Regions from separate parts of the Mus musculus genome. Here regions 1, 2 and 3 are each linked to region 4. A link is a contact called in public Hi-C, Micro-C and promoter capture Hi-C data. All regions are on one chromosome and are shown on one strand. Each heading gives the region's core, a stretch centred on a gene start, on an enhancer-like site or on the middle of the called end of the contact. The rest is flanking DNA. Distances are from core to core; before and after follow the strand shown. Region 1 holds the start of Agpat5 (1-acylglycerol-3-phosphate O-acyltransferase 5 (lysophosphatidic acid acyltransferase, epsilon)). Region 2 overlaps Mcph1 (microcephaly, primary autosomal recessive 1). Region 3 overlaps Mcph1 (microcephaly, primary autosomal recessive 1). Region 4 holds the start of Angpt2 (angiopoietin 2).

Evidence for each region. Promoter capture Hi-C pulls out the DNA fragments that hold promoters and counts their contacts. A called contact is a pair of places that touch in the nucleus more often than the background predicts.
Region 1: a promoter capture Hi-C map of hematopoietic stem and progenitor cells shows a contact between it and region 4. The contact joins the promoter of Agpat5 here to the promoter of Angpt2 in region 4. A contact is called at or near these places in 12 of 39 promoter capture datasets (the C10 cell line, the HPC-7 cell line, cranial neural crest and 8 more), 5 of 484 Hi-C or Micro-C datasets (the HPC-7 cell line, double positive thymocytes, embryonic stem cells and 2 more), 3 of 115 datasets of contacts at active chromatin or transcription factors (bone marrow-derived macrophages and embryonic stem cells) and 4 of 9 other capture datasets (adipose tissue, liver, macrophages and 1 more).
Region 2: a Micro-C map of granulosa cells shows a contact between it and region 4, with 2.6 times the contacts expected there. The contact joins the enhancer-like site here to the promoter of Angpt2 in region 4. A contact is called at or near these places in 15 of 39 promoter capture datasets (the 3T3-L1 cell line, the C10 cell line, the HPC-7 cell line and 12 more), 43 of 484 Hi-C or Micro-C datasets (the 3T3-L1 cell line, B cells, the C2C12 cell line and 31 more), 9 of 115 datasets of contacts at active chromatin or transcription factors (a beta-TC-6 cell line, bone marrow-derived dendritic cells, bone marrow-derived macrophages and 6 more) and 5 of 9 other capture datasets (adipose tissue, embryonic stem cells, liver and 2 more).
Region 3: a contact with region 4 is called in a Hi-C map of liver, with 2.0 times the contacts expected there. The contact joins the enhancer-like site here to the promoter of Angpt2 in region 4. A contact is called at or near these places in 15 of 39 promoter capture datasets (the 3T3-L1 cell line, the C10 cell line, the HPC-7 cell line and 10 more), 7 of 484 Hi-C or Micro-C datasets (the C3H10T1/2 cell line, the G1E-ER4 cell line, the N1E-115 cell line and 3 more) and 1 of 115 datasets of contacts at active chromatin or transcription factors (double positive thymocytes).

What each region holds. Positions count from the first base shown.
Region 1 is chr8:18,845,009-18,847,708 of GRCm38.p6, reverse strand. Agpat5 (1-acylglycerol-3-phosphate O-acyltransferase 5 (lysophosphatidic acid acyltransferase, epsilon)) reads right to left here and starts at 1,430. Exons shown (of 8, transcript NM_026792.3): 1 at 931-1,430. The coding sequence starts at 1,149.
Region 2 is chr8:18,629,270-18,631,969 of GRCm38.p6, reverse strand. It overlaps Mcph1 (microcephaly, primary autosomal recessive 1), which reads right to left. Exons shown (of 14, transcript NM_173189.3): 7 at 2,335-2,424; 8 at 1-454. Among named protein-coding and RNA genes, the nearest start is that of Gm25763, 17 kb to the right of the region's middle. Within about 2 kb of position 1,364, at least 39 of the 459 cell types and tissues checked have an H3K27ac peak or open chromatin away from gene starts, as enhancers often do. A contact at or near this core is called in the C2C12 cell line, alveolar type 2 cells, granulosa cells and 2 more, where this site is marked.
Region 3 is chr8:18,661,772-18,664,471 of GRCm38.p6, reverse strand. All of the region lies in intron 9 of Mcph1 (microcephaly, primary autosomal recessive 1), which reads right to left. Among named protein-coding and RNA genes, the nearest start is that of Gm25763, 49 kb to the right of the region's middle. Within about 2 kb of position 1,376, at least 37 of the 459 cell types and tissues checked have an H3K27ac peak or open chromatin away from gene starts, as enhancers often do. A contact at or near this core is called in liver, where this site is marked.
Region 4 is chr8:18,740,281-18,742,980 of GRCm38.p6, reverse strand. It overlaps Angpt2 (angiopoietin 2), which reads left to right and starts at 1,419. Exons shown (of 9, transcript NM_007426.4): 1 at 1,419-1,990. The coding sequence starts at 1,703. The region is part of intron 12 of Mcph1 (microcephaly, primary autosomal recessive 1); the gene reads right to left.

The DNA of each region.
Region 1 (2,700 bases), core at 181-2,680, 100 kb before region 4:
CTATTCTAAAAGTCAATTTTTCAGAAACCTTGATGTGCAACAGTGATTTTCCTATTCCCTAGGAAAACATTTAAAAAGATAGTGATTCAGAGAGGTCTTAATTCCCTACCTCAGACATAATCTCCAACTGGCGCAAAACTCAGTAAGGGATCCAGTCGCCAAAGTACCCCCCTAACACAGAATGAAAAGAACTGAGAAATGGGGGGGAAAGTCATAGATACATCTGGGAGAACCCAAACAGAGCTCTTCTTTGAAACTGAAAACCAAAAAGGAAGTACAACTGTAGGTTTTTATGGGATGTCATATAACGAATTCACATTAGGAGAGCTTTCTACTCTTTATTGTTTTCAGAGTTCAATCTCCACGGGGCGGGGGGGGGGGAGGGAGGGGTGGAAAGAAAGAAAGAAACAGTAGCAGGAAGAAAGCAATCTGACAAGAGATCAGCCCACATTGAAGCCCAGTCCAAGCTGAAGAGAACTGTATCGACAGTGAGGCTCCTATTGTAACCAATGTATTCATTTCCTCCCTAGGCCCTCGCTTTCACCCGGGAGGAACCCAAGGCAGGAGTCGTCCTTCACAGCTGTCACTTTGGTCAGCGCCTAGAGGTCTTGCTAATCTAAAAGACCTCGGAAGTGCAAATGAAGCCAGTCCCAGCATCACCACCTCGGACTCAGTGCCCTACTTTGGCAGGCACTGAGATGGGCAGTAACAGCCGGCCCGGGGCGGGGGTGGGGCGGACCCGGGAACACACTCAGCCTCAGCAGGACGTTCCAGAAGGAACCCCGAAGTGAGAACCAGAAACTTCCCCCCGCGGCGGGAGGCCGTGAGCTGCGGCACGTGCTCGCCGGGCTGCGAGTGTTCGCCCGGGTTGCAAGCGCCGCCCCGGCCGCGGGGAGGGCTCGCACGCAGCCCTGCGCGGCCGCGCCTCACCTGGACCCCGGTGTAGTTCTCGAAGAAGAAGAGCACCATGTTCTGGTAGACGCAGTAAAGCCGGTCGTCCACGCGCTGGTACAGGCGGGCGGGCATCAGCGCGGAGAGCACCCGCCACAGCGTCCAGGCCAGCAGGTAGGTGGGCGCCGAGCCCAGCAACAGGACGCTGGGGAGCAGGTAGCGCATAGAGTACGTGTGGAGCACCAGGGACAGCAGCATCCTCTCGGCTCGCCAGCCGCGACTCCGCCTGCGTTGCCCGCGCGGCCACCAGGACCTCAGCCACCGCCGGCCGCCCGCCAATCACTGCGCGGGGCCGGCCGCGCCGCCGCCCTCCGCCCTGGCTCCGCCCCCAGCATGGGCCGCGGGGGCCCGGGACCCGGCGGGGACAGTGACGGCCTCTGCTCGCCGCCTTGGAAAGGGCACGCCTCGGCTTGCCGGGCGCACTCGCCTCGGGGTGCTCGCTTTGCTCCGCGCGACCCGTGCTTGTCAGCGGGGAGGCGGGGTGAAGCAAGGCTCCCGGGTAATAAGGCGCCTCCTGATTGGCCGACTTATGGGCGTAATACGTGTTCTGATTGGCTCGGTCCCTTGGCCTCGTCACGACGCATGCTCGACTGCGAATGCTGGCTGGGGATGAGCCCGGGAAGAAGTGAGGTGGTGGGTTTTGGCCTGTGCTGGCGTGCGAGAGCTGCGTGGAGACACGAGGATGCTTCCTGCAAGACACGCGTGAGCCGACTAAGTCGTGGAGCACAGGAGGAGCTCGATGCCGCAGGTTATGGACAACTGCAGCGTCTTCGCGTGCCGGAGGGCCACCCGTGCCCCCACGTGCATAGGAAGCACACCTTCCCTCCTCTTGGCTGTTGCAGAATGAGGCTGGGTCCGTCTCCTGTACCCTTGGTTCACCTTTCACGGGACTGTCACCTCCTTGTATTAAATCTTTCAAAGCCTTAACTTTTGCCCTTTAATAACCTCTTGCTCTTTAACTTGTTTCTACTGTGCGTTTTCCTAATATCCTACATTTCTTCTTTTCAATGTGTAGGAAAGTATTTCCCTATACATGTAGGATCCATAAGTTCTCTTCCCTCCAGAAAACTAGAATAGTTAAGTAACAGCAAAAACTTATCCAGGGGCCCAGGTCCTTTCACTGCCCTAACTAGTGGAGACCAGATAATTCTATACAAGAAGGTATAGAAGGAAACAGGTCAGTGCGCACGCTCAGATCTGTATAAAGTACGTTTTAAATATGTGGGTGTGTGTGTGTGTGTTGGTTTCTCTAAGTGACCCTAAGGTCACTTATTCTGCCCCTAGTTTTCTCCCTTTCCACACCACTGACGCCTGTGTCTCTGCTTCCTTGCCTTGGATTTCCCTTCATCTTTTGCCCCATGTTTCTTTCCCATCACCTCTGAGATGCGCTTCATAAGGCATACAGGTGACTCCTGTCATTAGCACACTATGTCAGATGGACGTGCTTAGGAGTTTACACGATATCAGAATGTATTGAATGACAATAAATTTCACTAAGTACAGTGGCTTCGCTGGCACCAGAGAGGCCCACTTTACTCTGTAGCCCTTGCTAAGGGAAACACAGGTTCTTTTATTGCAGTCTTAATTACTAATATTAACTCTCAGATCACACATACATCACTCTGTAAGTATATCTCTGTTTACATATGCATATATAGGTTACAGTGACTACAAAGAGTTAGAAAGAAGAAAGGAGTTTTAAAAGCCTTGGGAAGCCAGTGCTGGAGAACTGACAGGGCTATAAGAGTG
Region 2 (2,700 bases), core at 115-2,614, 110 kb after region 4:
GCCAGAGCAGACTTTCTCTTGTACCTCTTCTTCAGTTTTCCTTTTGGAGATGAACCCAAGTCCGCTGCCCTTTTTCTCTTTGCAGAAGAATTCTTGGGTCCCAACCGTACTTGGTGTTCTTCTATGATGGACATCGTAGGAGACAGACAGAGCTTCTCATCAGGCACCCCCTGAGATACACCTGCAGCTTGCTTTCTCTCGGAATCAGCTACCGCACCTGTAGCATCCTTCTGACAGTTGATGCTCTCCTTTGAAGGACTGTCTGGAGCTTTCTGAGGACGTGGCTGCCTGAGATGGTTGGGTGATGCTGAGCCATAAAAACTGCTTGCCCTCAACACAGGTGAGGAAGGGCATGTCACCGTGGTCATCTCATTAGCAGATCTTCCCAGTTTCCTTTCTTGATCTCCACAGGAATCACCGAAAGATGAGTGGGAGCCACTGGCAAAGGATTCATCTGCAGAGATCAACAAAGAATCGCCTTTAAAATGTGCAAGTGACCAGACAGGGTGTCACTGGTCATTGTGTAACTCTAGCTGGCTTGGAACTCAAGAGAGAGTCTGTCCCTGCCTCCTGAATGCTGGCTTGGTTTAAAGGTATGTGCCACCATGCTTGGCTAGGCTTTGGTCTTCTATAAGCCATTTCTCCTCATAAACAGAACACGGCTCCTCATATCTGTCCCCTGTTCTTCCATCAAGTCCTCATGTTTTATTTATATTTCAAATGAAGCATGTGGGGCTCTCAATATTCCGATCTCTCATGAAGTCTGCACTTCTCTCAGAAGTAATGATACGCTGTCCATCACCTCTGCAGGCTCCCCACTCTGACCCCAGCTTTCTGACACATTTTGCTGTGGGTAAACACAACTCATCCTTCAAAACCAGCTCAGTGTCAGTGTCACCTGTGACTCTCCTGATCCTGTCAGGTCACAGTGCTAGCCCCTCCTGGGACTCAGCATGCTACTGTCCTCTCATTATACTGAAGTACTAGAGGGCAGTCAGCACTTTCTGCTCACTTTCCTGAACCTGTGGTCATTACTCAGACCCAGTTCTACTGGTACAGTGCTGCCCAGCTGAAGGCTTCCTTTTTTAGAGAAAAGACACCATCTGGAGGCAGTGCTGGGATTCTAACTTAAACAACTCGAGCTCGGCTTTCAGAGCAGAGTGGTGGCAACAGAGATATCCTGTCCTTGAAGCTGTGCTCTGGGAAGGGAGGGGCAAAAGCAAAGGTCAGCTGATACTGGGCCTCTGCTGAAGTGCTTCCAAGACAGCAGTTGGAGTGATACTGAGATTTACTCTTAGGAACTGAATGCATTAATCACTCTTCAATAAGCCACGATTCAGTGTGGCACATCACTAAGAGCATAAATTCTTAGACTACTTATGTCAGAAGCCTGGGTGTATCACTCACAACCTCAGGATCTTGCACAATCCACTTGACCTCCTGGTTTTCTCTTCTGTGAAATGGGAGTGGGGATGCAGCCTACCTCATGGAGACTTGGGGTGTGTGTGTGATACAGTGAGACACAAGAACAGTATAGGGAAAGGTAAGCCAGCATTGTTATCGCCATTTGCTTCCAATCTATGGGAGATATAACTGAGCAAAGAAAAGATGAATGGGTAAACAAGCTCAGAACATGCAGGACAGACTGCCAGAATACACCCCACGGACAGGAAGAACACCTAGCTGAATCTCCTCATGTGGCGTTTGAAGCCCTTTTGAACACAGTTGTTTAGGGTTTCCACAGACTTCACTTAGGCCCCCATGGACTTACGTGAGGGAAGTGTAAAGAACTCAACACCTGACAGCTATATAGCCTTGAAAAAAGGTCAAGGGCTCCTATACTATTTAACACAGACTCTTTTCAATAATATGCTTCATGGCTTAATTAAACACGAATAATTCCTCTTTAGTGCTAACTGTGCTCAGATATACATTTACACTGCATTTAAATCATATATAGTCACAAGGATTTCCACAACAAAGCAAACAATCAAACAAATCCCCAGGGAGGGACTAATAAGAGTTCAAGCAGGAGGTCCCCAATACCATAAGACCAAATCTCATGGAGAAACTTAGGTCTACTCAGCTGCTTGAGTGGTTAGAACGGACCACACGACATCTTGGCATGGTGGAGCATTTTTGTAATCTCAGTACTCGAGGAGACAAGGACATGGTTCTAGTTGGAGGCTAGCTGGGTATCTATTGAAGTGCCATGCTAGCCAGAGCTCCACAGAAAAAGTCTAGCTCAAAAAGTACAGTGTGAGAGGAGACACACACACACACTTTTCAAATCATAAGTCTGTTACAAAAACAAAATACATATTACAATTTTACCTGAACTCAAAGGTTGGTGAGAAATGTTCAAGGATGTTTCAAACAGACTGACACATGGATTCTGCTGAGACTGCTCCAACATCTGGGAGGCTGATAACACAATGACAAGTTTCAATAACTGGATGGCAGAATTGCCTACTGGACAGGGACAAGAGCATATCTACCCATTCTGCTCCTGATCCCATATACACAGGAAATTAATCTTACCTTTAGGCTAAGCTTAATATAATTCGAGAACAAAAACTATATCAGTTATACTGTAGATTTAAGACTGACAAAATGAATCCCTATCAATCACTGCCCCACAAACATGATCACACAATCACATGAGATGGGACTTTCAAAATCCAACTTGTATGAAGCTTA
Region 3 (2,700 bases), core at 127-2,626, 78 kb after region 4:
ACCCATTTCAACATGCGTGACAATCTAAAAATCATCTTAAAAGGCAGGCTGAGGCCCACAGAGTGTGAGAGGTGCACAGACAAAGACAGGGTGGCCACCAGAAGAAAGCCATGAACTCTATTGTGGCCAATGGACTTGGTTTCTCAGACTGAAAGGAAAGAGTTTGGTAAAACATGGGTATACTATGGCCATTGGTCACGAGTCCAGGGTATGTGGCTTGCACGCACACACACACACACACACACACACACACACACACACACACACACACACACACTTCCAGTGTGCAGAGAAACAGGACATGCTCTTCTCTAAGTCACGCGTGTTCTCCTGGCATCAGGTCGGCTTTATGGGACTAAGGGGAGTGGAAGGTTGAATTAAGCAGGTGACTTACAGCCCAGGGCCTAGGGGTGGCATTAATTCTATCTCTATCTCCTCCCTCCCTCTCCCTTCCCGCTCTGTTTATTCTCCTTTGAATAGGAGATAAGGGCTTTCTGATTCCTTCACAAATGAATATGCCGAATATTCATTTTATATCAGTGCAAGAGTCATTCCTGTACCTTAAAAAGTAATTGTTTCAGTTTTAAGGGTCTCCTGAAATGCCCAGCAGACCTACTCTGCTCAGGGCAAAGCCTGTGAACCCCACAGCAGAGCAGTGCACCCCAGACCAAGACACATCTTTCATTGGCTTTTTAGGCTAAGTCTCTAAAACTTTGCTAAGAATTTTTCTCATTTTCTATTTTGTTCTCTACTAGCCTTTGATGAGAAAGCAATGTGCGGGAGTCTGGCTGTTTGGTCTGGTCATTTGATGCCCTATATAAACGGGACCTAGTTTCTTCTGAGGAAGAGGAGAGGAACTAGCTTGTTAATAAATTAGCTGTTAAGTCATAGAAAATTAGGTCTAAGGATGCCTCAGTACCTGTAGTCTTTACACTATAAACTATAATTTAGTGTCTAAACACAGCAAAAGCTTTAGTGATAATATTGTATTAAACAGTCCCAGCTGGGCCCAGCGGCAGGTTCCAGTCATTGGCAGGCAGGCAGGCGGGCAGATGATCAGGCCTTTTTAAGATGAGGGAAATGCCAAACTAGACCCATCAGGCTGGTGATGTCTCTTCTGACTTCTGGCCCCAGATGTTGCCTGCTGAGTCCTGGATCAGGTTTCTGAACCTGGCTGCCCAACTTAGAAACTGCAATTTGATTAAGTTTGGTTCAGTTTATCTATCGGTTTGAACCACTGTGTGATCATATGAGAGCACCTTCTAGGCCACTGTACCTGCTAAGCTTTGCTCCTGAGGCACAGGGTAGTCCTTCCTTGGTTTCAAGATCCACAGGCTTGTACTTTGAGTTTATTTGAGCAATGTTTGGACTGGACAAGGTCCAGGCCTGGATTACAGCCCATGATTATCTAAGCGGGATCCATTAGAGGCCTTAGAAGTTCAGCCACTTAGAGAAAAGGCCTGGGTCACATGGTGGGCAGTGGTTTGAAAGGGGACCAGCAGGCTCATCCTAATCCACAGGCTGGAAGGCCGCTGACTTGGAACTATGACGCTGGAAAGACAGGTGAACTCTCCCCCTGAACAGGTGGCCAGAGCCACACTGCAAAGAGCTCATCTAAGCAGAATTGCTCACTTTATGGGGTGTTTTACAGAGAGACCTTAAATGCCTCAAAATCAGTGGGATGCCTTTCTGGGAGGCATAAACAAAACTATTTCTTTAAAGAGGGGTGTGTGTGTGTGTGTGTGTGTGTGTGTATGTGCGTACGCACACGAACACTCAGGATGTTGGATCCCTGACGCTGAAGTTACATTATGAGCTGCCTGAAGGACTGTCCTCTGGTGGGCAGCAAGTCCTGTTCATTCCTGAGCCACCTCTCTTCCCCACATAAAAATCTTGTACTTGATAATAAAAATATCTTTCACTTTATATAACATGTATGTATTTTGCCTGCATGCATGGCTGTGTCCCTTATGTGTACATCTTGTACCCTTAGAGGGGACAGGTAAGGGTGTCAGTCAGATCTTCTGGAACTATAGTTTGAGATGGTTATGAGTCACCATGTGGGTGAGGGGAATAGAACCTGGAGCCTCTGGAGGAGCAGCCAGTGCTCTTTACTTCTGAGCCATCTCTTCAGCCCTAACAGAAACCGTTTTGTAGACTATAACCTCCAGCTGCATCTCCTTTTGCCCTTACCCATCCTCTGTGTCCTTACAACTTCTTCCTTCAGTTAAGTGATGGGAAGAAAAGCTGAGGACCAAAACTGGGCCCCCAATTAGTGGGTGTTTCTAGAACCTTTCCCAGGCTTTGGCCAAAGTCTTCAGCATCACAGAGAGACTGTGTCTTGGAAAGGTGGGTCCAAGGCTTTATCCGCAACATGGTGAACTCAGTATTTTAGCTGAAAAACCACAGGAGTTTGAAAGCTACCATCCTGCCTCAATCTCTGCCCATCAATATTTAAAAGAAAATAAACAAGGTCACGATTTGTAGATGGTATTAGCTCCGTAAGAACAAAGAATGGTTGAATTGATGGACGCCGTGCCTTGTAAGTCAATCACCATGGTGACAGCAGAGCCAGTCTGAGCTCAGAGTTTCCTCAAGCCAAGCTGGGAGGCTGACCAAGCCCTTGCATGGCCCTGCCTCCTCCAGTGTTTCCTTTCCTCCGGCCACAGTGCTCTGAGCTTCAACAACCCCACACCTGTT
Region 4 (2,700 bases), core at 170-2,669:
AGCATGAGCTGTGGCCTTTCTGCGCCACAGAACTTGGTAGTAGTCTCTGAGCCTATGTGTCCCTTCAATGGAGTGGGAGGCTCATGGTGTCTTTAAGAAGGGTGTGTCTTCACTGATGGCAAAATATGGTTCATCAGTTCTCAGAGATACAGGAAGAGCTAAATATCACTTATTGCCTGGTGAAAAATATAGACATGTTCTTTTCCAAGTTCATGGACCCTGTAGATCTTGGGGTAAAAAACCAAAACATAACCCTCTTCTGTTGCCAACTCGGGAGCCAGTCTGCTACAGGATGCATTTAAAAAAGATTCAGTTAGTTCTCTTCCAAACAGACTCTGTGAAAAACAACATTCCCCATGCAGATTCTAGATTCACCTATGATCTAAAATCATGACTCTCCTAGCCTCCAGAAGCCGAGGATGTGTAACACAGAGTTGCCCTGGGGTTTCTGGAGGCGGACGTGGTCCTTTGAGTCAGGGATGCTGGAGTCTTCCCAGTACCGATCTCTGCAGCATTAACTTCTAGTCATGAAGGGGTGGTGACTCTGGACCAGCAGAGCCACAGAGCTGGAAGTGTTTTAGAAGTCAGTGCAGCCCCCAGCTTTTATGGCCAGGGGCTTTTGAACTTAATTAAAAGGGGAAAGTGATTTGCCTGAGCCCACTGACTGGGACTAATTTAATCAGGAACATGCCACAGAGTGATGAGCCCGAGGAAACCCTGATACAGTGAAGGAAAAGGTGTATGTTTGTTTCCTCTCGACATACTTCACTCAAATATCTATTGTTACTTAACAGACAATTAATCAGGCCAAACTACTTTAAGTTTTATTTGTATAGTATTTTGTGTTAAGGCACAGACATGTGAGTGCTGAGAAAACTGATGTTGGTAACTTGATTTAATAATATCAAACTGGGTTAAAATAAAAAAAAATGTGCATAACTTAAAAAAAAAACCAAATACCAACAAGACTTTACTTCCCCTTGGAAAAGCACATTTACAAGGGCTGATCTTAGCCTTTATATTTACAATAAAGAAAATAAACCAAGGTCCCGATATAGCTGTAATTTTATTCCTAAAAGAACAGAAACTTTCACTATGCTTTAAAATTAAAGTGATTACCTCAGATACTCTGCAAGCTTAGCCTACAAACGAGCAGACAGACAACAGAGCCCCAGCTACTCTCTAGGAAATAATTAGGGTGGTGCCTCTGACATGCCCAGGGGTCTTGTGGCTGGTCTGTGTTCCCAGAAGGCTTCTGCAGTACACAGTCCTTTGGGGCAGTAAGCACTATGCTCTGATTTTTCCTGTTGCCTGGCTAGTGACCCCCTACAGGAAGATAGTGGGTGAGCCAGGGGGCGGAGCGGCTGGCTGCACATGTCTGGCTGCTCTTATCAACTTATCATATAAGGGAAGGAAAGTGATTGATTCGGATACTGACACTGTAGACTCAGGGGAGAAACAAAGAGTCCGTGCAGACCTCTGGAGTGAGCAGGGCTGCTCCTTCCTCTCAGGACAGCTCCGAGTGTGCCGGGGAGAAGAGAAGAGAAGAGACAGGCACTGGGAAAGAGCCTGCTGCGGGACGGAGAAGGCTCTCACTGATGGACTTATTCACACGGCACAGCCCTGTGCCTTAGACAGCAGCTGAGAGCTCAGGACGCAAGTTTGCTGAACTCACAGTTTAGAACCCAAAAAGAGAGAGAGAATGTGGCAGATCATTTTCCTAACTTTTGGCTGGGATCTTGTCTTGGCCTCAGCCTACAGTAACTTTAGGAAGAGCGTGGACAGCACAGGCAGAAGGCAGTACCAGGTCCAGAACGGACCCTGCAGCTACACGTTCCTGCTGCCGGAGACCGACAGCTGCCGATCTTCCTCCAGCCCCTACATGTCCAATGCCGTGCAGAGGGATGCACCCCTCGACTACGACGACTCAGTGCAAAGGCTGCAGGTGCTGGAGAACATTCTAGAGAACAACACACAGTGGCTGATGAAGGTAGGAAGGTGGGCTGGCTCTGGTGAGCAAGAACTAATAGCCCTGGCTTTATCAGGGACTGGGGCTGCGGAGGTGGGCTGCAAACATCCTCTTTTGTGCTGCCCTGCAGCAAAGCAGTCACAGAGAGAAGAGCCACAGAGGGGTTGTCTGAAAAGAATGCCAGAATCTGGTCAGAAAACCCCCTGAACTTAGGAATCTTTGCTAGCCAAGCAGAGGAAGTGCGCTTCTCTGCAGATCGCGCGTGCTGTTTTGTTTGAGTAGCTGAGACTAAGTGACACCCATTACCAGGATCTTCTCAGCGGGTTGTAGGCATGTGAGGGAGGCTGTGAACAAGACAGCACGGAGCCAGGAAAAACGTGACAATCACGTTAATTACGGATACTTAACGGATGGAGTCAAGTGCTTTACCAATTTCCTGAATTTCTTTACGAAAATAGATTATGACTCTTGGTAAAAGAGAGGAAATTAAATAAAGCCAACCTTGTGTTCTCAGAGTCTCAGGGCTGCGCTGTGAAGGGGCTGCCATCTGGAAATGGCACCGTGTTTCCCAAGTGTCCCGGAGACACTGCAGGCAGACCCCCGTTCAGTTCCAGAGACAGGCTCTGAGCTTGTCCCCACGTGGGACTGCTATGCTCGTGCCACGCCGGGCGGGCTGAGAGGGTCTGACAGTTTGTTCTTGGGGCTGCGACGACTGCTCTGTTTCATGGCCT